Regions from separate parts of the Pan troglodytes genome. Here region 2 is linked to region 1. The links are chromatin contacts, called in public HiChIP or PLAC-seq maps. All regions are on one chromosome and are shown on one strand. The core of a region is the stretch at or near the end of the contact, and the rest is flanking DNA. Distances in the headings are between cores, read along the strand shown. Region 1 holds the start of LOC748640 (retinitis pigmentosa 9 protein). Region 2 holds the start of NT5C3A (5'-nucleotidase, cytosolic IIIA).

What was found. HiChIP or PLAC-seq counts read pairs in DNA pulled down with a chosen protein or histone mark.
Region 2: an H3K4me3 HiChIP or PLAC-seq map of stem cell-derived excitatory neurons shows a contact between it and region 1, with 3 times the contacts expected there. The contact joins the promoter of NT5C3A here to the promoter of LOC748640 in region 1. A contact is called at or near these places in 1 of 7 Hi-C or Micro-C datasets (stem cell-derived neural progenitor cells) and 1 of 1 datasets of contacts at active chromatin or transcription factors (stem cell-derived excitatory neurons).

What each region holds. Positions count from the first base shown.
Region 1 is chr6:38,705,494-38,709,013 of NHGRI_mPanTro3-v2.0_pri, reverse strand. LOC748640 (retinitis pigmentosa 9 protein) reads left to right here and starts at 1,903. Exons shown (of 6, transcript XM_054655538.2): 1 at 1,903-2,139. The coding sequence starts at 1,988.
Region 2 is chr6:38,825,290-38,828,968 of NHGRI_mPanTro3-v2.0_pri, reverse strand. NT5C3A (5'-nucleotidase, cytosolic IIIA) reads left to right here and starts at 2,355. Exons shown (of 9, transcript XM_001167622.8): 1 at 2,355-2,644. The coding sequence starts at 2,492.

The DNA of each region.
Region 1 (3,520 bases), core at 654-3,153:
AGATTGAGCCACTGCACTCCAACCTGGGTGACAGAGTGAGATTTTCTTGGAAAAACGAGACAAAAATAAATTAAAAAAAAGAAGAAATAAAAGAACACTAGACAGTAAGCAGAAGCTATATGAAGAAATAAGGATCTCAATAAAGATAAATAGGTAATTATAAAACCTAGTATTGTAACAATGGTTTGTAACTGTAGTTATTGCCTTTTTTTCTTTCTTTCTTTTGTTTTTTAGATGGAGTTTCACTCTTGTTGCTCAGGCTGGAGTGCAATGGCGCAATCTTGGCTCACCGCAACCTCCACCTCCCGAGTTCAAGCGATTCTCCTACCTCAGCCTCCCGAGTGGCTGGGAATTACAGGCATGTGCCACTACGCCCGGCTAATTTTTTGCATTTTTAGTGGAGACGGGGTTTCTCCATGTTGGTCAGGCTGGTCTCGAACTCCTGACCTCAGGTGATCTGCCTGCCTCGGCCTCCCAAAGTGCTGGGATTACAGGCATGAGCCACTTTAGCAAGTCTCTAAAAATAAATAAAGAATAAAATCTACCACCAAAGAAAAGCTCTGGACCTAATTGCTTCACTGGTGAATTCTACCAAACATTTAAAGAACTAACACCAGTTTGGCCGAGTGCAGTGGCTCATGCCTGTAATCCCAGCACTTTGGGAGGCTGAGGCAGGTGGATCACAAGGTCAGGAGATCGAGACCACGGTGAACCCCGTCTCTACTAAAAATACAAAAAATTGGCTGGGTGCAGTGGCGGGCGCCTGTGGTCTCAGCTACTTGGGAGGCTGAGGCAAGAGAATGGCGTGAACCCCGGGGGACAGAGCTTGCAGTGAGCCAAGATCACGCCACTGCACTCCAGCCTGGGCGACAGGGCGAGACTCTGTCTTAAAAAAAAAAAAAAAAAAAAAACTAACACCAATTCTTTTCAATCATTTCCAAAAAAATTAAAGAGAAAGGAAAACTTCCTATCTCATATTGAGGCTAGCATTACCCTGATACAAAGCCAGACAAAGACGTTATAAGAAAACTACACCCCCAAATCACTTATCAACATTAATGCAAAAATTCTCAACAAAATGGTAGGAAAACAGGTTGAATACCTTATTAACAGGGTAATGCACTATGACCAAATGGAATTGATTCCTGGAATACAAGGATGGTTCAACACACACAAATCAATAAATGTAATATGCCACATTAACCTACTTGCACCTACTTGCTGCAAAACAAGTAAGAGGCCCAGGGAAGGTGTCCGTTTAGATTCCATATGAATTTTAGGATTGGTTTTCCTATTTCTGCAAAAAAAAAAGTCAGTGGGATTTTGCCAGGGATTGCACTGAATGTGTAGATCACTATAAGGGTGGTAATAACACAAGTTTAAGATTAAAGACATTCTTATTAAGGGTTTAGCTGATTGGTACATAACAAGTGCTGTGTATGGTAGCTTTTATTTTCATCTCCAGAACCTATACCTTGCTAAATACAATATACATTGACTATGTTTTAAGCATGGATCATATGATCTGAAAATTGGAGAATTTATATGCAGAGTATTGCTTTCTTCCAAAAATGGCGGAATCCTATTGCTATGTAATGAGCAGCTCCCGTGGGTCTGGTCACTAGGGATCTACAAACATGACTTGCACAAGACCCCTTGCCTCGGTCGGGAACCTCAAAGGGGCAGGGAGATGAGTGTGGCCTGGCGGGAACCCTGAAGCTCCTGGAAGCTTCCCCAGGCTCCCAACCAGGGCCCCGCCCCGCCTCGGCTCCAGCCGCCGCCAGCGGGCGCTCCCCGCCCACCGGCGGCTGGGCTCTGGGGCTCTGCGCACCGACTTGGGGCCGGCCGCGGGCAGGCGGGGATCTGGCGGCCGAGGCCGGGACTTCGGGTCCCCTCCCGGGCGAGTCGCGGGGCTGCGGCGGGAAGGGGCGCCGCGCGGAGGAAGTGCCCTCTTGGCCGCAGCCAGAGCCGCGCCGCAGGTGCCGCGATGTCGACCTGGCCGGGGCGCGAGGATGCGAGGGCTGGGGGCGCGTGGTGGTCGCGGGAGCTGCCGGATCAGGAGCTGCAGCGGGCCCGGGAGCAGAAGCGGCGGCGGCACGACGCCCAGCAGCTGCAGCAGCTCAAGCACCTGGAGTCTTTGTGAGTCTCGAGCAGCCGTCTGGGCCGCAGTCCGCGCGCCGCCCGTCTTCTGGGAACAGGGGCGCCGGGCGCCGTGTTGGGCGCTGGGCTGGGTCCTCCAAGCCCCCAGGACCCAGGCAGGGGTGCGGGCCTGTGAGGAACCTAGTGCCTGCGACGGGACTTCTAGTCCTCACTGGGTGGGGAGCGAGGCCCTCCCGGCCACGGAGGGGCCCTGGAGGCCGCGGCGCGGGTGGGCGGGGGCCTCGGCCCGGGGAGGCGGCAGCGGCTTGCGCTCCTCGCCCCCGCTTTGGTGTGGGCGTCGCCTCTTTTGGGGAAGCCAAGAGTTGTTGGCGCTTGCTCGGCATTTGTGGACCGAACAGGCAAGTTCAACCGAGCACGCTGCCCCCGCGCTCCACCCCTGAGTTCCCTGGGCCACTGCGACATGGAGAAACCCCGTTCTTTTCATCCTCTGCTATGGAGAAGGGACGAGGACACGGGTCCTGCAGTGTTGGTGTGGCGAGGCCGGGAAGAAGAGAGAATGGGCGGCGGGGACTGGCCACGGCGCTGCCAGGTAGAACAAAGGCGGACTTGTTCTCTCCGGGTTGGAGGGATTTTTTTTTTTAACCAGGGTCCAGGGTGGGCATTCAGGGAGCCAGCTGCCGCTTGGCACCACGCGGAATTCGGGCCCTGACTTGGGAGGCCTTGCGCTCCCGTGGCTCCAGTTCAAGGAGGATCCAGATGACCCGGGAGAGTGTGGTGTAAAGAAGATTCAAAGGTGGGGGAGGGAGATATGGCTTCCCTCTACCCTTCTAGGTTCTTTAGCTGGGCCACAGATTAAATTGTCATAAGACAGATTAACAAGAGAAAAACTATTTTTACATACCCATGCACTGGAGGGCCACAAAAGTGGGAGACTGAAAGAAGGGCCAGGGAATAGGAGCATGGGCCTTTTGGGGCGTGGTGGAGACAAATTATGGAAGGGTCAAAATGTATGATGAATAAAGGTTGCTTTGTTAGGCTCCCAGGTGATAAAAGCTGTCTCCAGGCAGCTGTCTTTCTGATACAGATACGTTTACTCATGGAAATTTCCTTTAAAGATGTAAATTTTTCTTTACAAAAGGGGAGCAGTTGCTGGCGAGGTGAAGTTTTCCTGTGTTGGCTGGTTCTGTTTCTTTTAGCTCAGAGTCATCAGTACGTCAGGGTGGCATATTTTGGTGCCAATTAATTTGAGCTTTTTCATATATTTTGGTAATGAAATATCACATGCCTGTAACACATATAAACATAGGCATACAAACAGAAGCAGATCTTTTATAAGATTCTTCACTAGCCAGTTTTCTAATAGTCTCTGTCCACTTCAGATGATCGTCTGAAGCGATCATCCACTTAGATCGTCTACTTA
Region 2 (3,679 bases), core at 1,106-3,605, 120 kb before region 1:
CTCAAAAGCTCCCCCACTGAGCACCTTGCGACCCCCACCCCTGCCTGCCAGAGAACAACCCCCCTTTGACTGTAACACATTTTCCTTTACCTACCCAAATATTACAAAACGGCCCCACCCCTATCTCCCTTCACTGACTCTCTTTTGGACTCATCCCGCCTGCACCCAGGTGAAATAAACAGCCTTGTTGCTCACACAAAGCCTGTTTGGTGGTCTCTTCACATGGACGAGAGTGAAATGCAGCACCATGCCCAGCTAATTTCTTTGGTTTTGCAGGGATTGTAGAGACAGGGTCTCGCTATGTTGCCGAGACTGGTCTCAAACTTGTGGCCTCAAGCAATCCCCCAACCTTGGGCTTCCAAAGTGCTGAGATTACAGGCACCAGCCACCTCACCTGGCCTGATTTCTTTCATCAGTATTTTGTAGTTCTCCGTGTAGAGATCTGCATTAGTCTGTTTTCTGGCTGCTGATAAAGACATACCCCACACTGGGCAATTTACAAAAGAAAGAGGTTTAATTGGACTTCCAGTTCCACGTGGCTGGGGAAGCCTCACAATCATAGTGGAAGGCAGGGAGCAAGTCCCATCTTACATGGATGGGAGCAGACAAAGAGAGAATGAGGAAGACGCAAAAGCGGAAACCCTGATAAAACCATCAGATCTCCTAATACTTAGGTCACTACCACGAAAACAGTATGGAAGAAAACACCCCAATGATTCAATTATCTCCCACCAGGTCCCTCCCACAACACATATGAATTATGGGAGTATAATTCAAAATGAGATGTGGGTGAGGATACAGGGTCAAACCATATCAAGATCTTCCATGTCTTTCAACAAGAATAATTAATATGTTAATTCACAGAGAAGCTGAAATAGTCTCCAAACATGGCCAACCCTCTTAGATTCAGAAACACAAGGTTTACACTTATAAAAAACATATGGACCCCTTTCCTCCTGGAAATTTACTACCAGGGTTTGTAGTCTAATTGACTATACTCCTACAGCTTTAACATCTCATATATATGATAATCAGACCTATGATATAGTATAACTAGTTAAAATAGAAATCATATTTCAGAGTACCCACATTCTTCCCATGCGCAGTTGACGGGCCATATTACAAAAACAAAATTTGGAACTCCATTTCTGTTTTAGATTGTCCACAGCTTCAAGACGAATGTTATTGTCTACAAAATGTTTAAAATCCTGAAATTATAGAAACGTGGCTTTAGTCTCTACCCATTCAAAATAATATGTAATATATGGAAAATGTTTTTGTTGAGGAAGAAAGATAAATGAGACTGTGACCATCTTAGGCCTCACAATCAGACAACATTTAAGTCATATTGGTATTTGGTGCAAAACTGGATTCATAAAAAATTGGCGACAAAATGACACAGTAATCTAGATATTGATACTCAAATATTCTGGGTATTAAAACTCAGTCTTCTTCAGGTTATACTCCCAGCTAACTTACTTTGGGACACGTTCTCGGTCTATACTGAGTCTGTGTTCCCAGGCTTAAGTCCTCAAACTTGGCCGAGTAATAAAACTAACCATGATTTCTTTAAGTTTTAGTGCCTGTTATTTCACCTTTCGGTCGACAAATCGTTTTTCTCATGTTCCTCTGTCTTACATCAATTTAATTTGTAGACCAGCCAAATAACCTAAAAGGCTAGAAGGAAACAATTTTTCCTCCCCTACAACTATTTCCTCTAGTCCTCCGGGTGAAAGTTGTTCCACGTCCTGGGCAGAGAGAGCCCCACCAGGCAGCACCACCAGCTCCACAGAGTTGGAGCGATTCCCCCAAGAAGCTCCCCTGCGCCCCTCCTCACCCCCAGAGACCAGCAGAAGAAATGGCATCTATCCCTTGGAAGACACTAGGCAGGAGAGAACAACTGCAAGCCCTTCGGCTCACACAGAAAAAAGGATGGCGGAGGCGGCGAATGGGATGCAGCAGAAACCCCGCGGCTGCGGCGGAAGGGACACGGCCCCTCTCCCGCCTAACTCTGAGCCATCTTCCCCGCGTTGTTATAGCACTTAGAACGGACGCCACTGCGCAGGTCACACCGTGCCGCGCCGCCTTCTGGGGGCCGGAGTCCAGAGGGGCTGAGGCGCGAAGGCGGAGACCGACTTCTTAGCGGGCCGCAGTTGGAATTAGATTTCTACTGGGGCGGGGCTCGAGCGAACCACGGCCTAATCCTCATTAGCAGAGAAGGATAATTACCGCAATACTCTGCCCTGCCCTGACAGCAGCTCGTGAGACCCTGAGTCCGCTGAAGGCCGCCTCCAGCCTGGGCTCCGGGCACAGGCCACGCCCCTCCCGCCGCGTCCTCGCCTCTTCCATCGATGGCGTGTGGGTGGGGCTTCGTGGGGGCGGAGCTGCGCGGGGCGGGGCGTCGCGGGCTCGTCCGTGATGCTCTGGGATCCCGCGCTTCCGAGACTCGCTGTCTACGCGAGCTGCCTGTTTTTTTCCTGCCTGGACGCGCATGAGGGCCCCGTCCATGGACCGCGCGGCCGTGGCGAGGGTGGGCGCGGTAGCGAGCGCCAGCGTGTGCGCCCTGGTGGCGGGGGTGGTGCTGGCTCAGTACATATTCACCTTGAAGAGGAAGACGGGGCGGAAGACCAAGATCATCGAGATGGTGAGTGTGGAGGCTCGGCGCGCCCAGAGCACGCGAGGGGCCGGCTGGGCCGTCTGCTGGCCTCGGCAGCCTGTGCTGGGCCGCTGCTCGGTCGCGACTGGGAGCTGCCGGCGTCGCCTGTCAGGCTGGGATCTCGCTAGCTCGGGACGCGCAGCTTGGGGGACCCGGCCGCCCCGCGTGCGGCCACTCCGCGGGCTTGGTGACCAGGGTTTGGTCCCCGGCTGCGGCCCTTGGCTGCCCGTGGTCTTTGTTAGGTTTCCGTTTGAAGGAGCAAGGCAGAAAATAGATGAATCGGACACAGGCTACTTTGTGCTGCAAAACCCGTTTCTCTAGAGATAAGCTGCATGTCCTGGGCAGGTCGCTCCTTCTCTCCCTGCCTTGCTCCCGCCCTCCCCCCGGATCCGCGTCAAACCGTTGCCGCTAATCTAGTTGCAATTCCCGCAGAGGACTAGTTTTATGTTGGGGCTGCCATGAGTTAGATTATGAAAATGTGCAATATCTAAAATTTTACAAGAATGGCAATCCAGGAGAAATTCAGGATAGTTTATTTTGTATTTGAATGTATTCCTTCTTGTCTCAAAACTCCCACGAAATATCTTTGTTTTCATCTTAACTCCCAAAGCTCTTGTATACATTTTCGAATTTAATTTTTTATTGAAGAGGGTGTCTCAAGAATTCCCTTTGAGATACATTATAAGTAATTGTTTCAAAAATGAGGATATTTAGTTTCGTTTTGTATTTTAATTAGAACCCACTCAGGAAGACAATTCTTGCACAAACTTGCACGCTTATGTATTTCCTGAAATGCATAATCCTGGGTATACGCCTGACCGTGTGCTATACATGTGAATATCTAGGGTCAGATGATTTATGATAGAAAAAAATTTAAAATCTACATTAAATAATATCATTTTAGGGTGTAATACTTGGAATTTCTCAGCACCTGCGATATGTTCCAACTGACGAAAGACACGATTTGTCCTATTGGTTGTATTGACCCCAGGTTGAATACAGACGTATTTGCATAATTAAAAT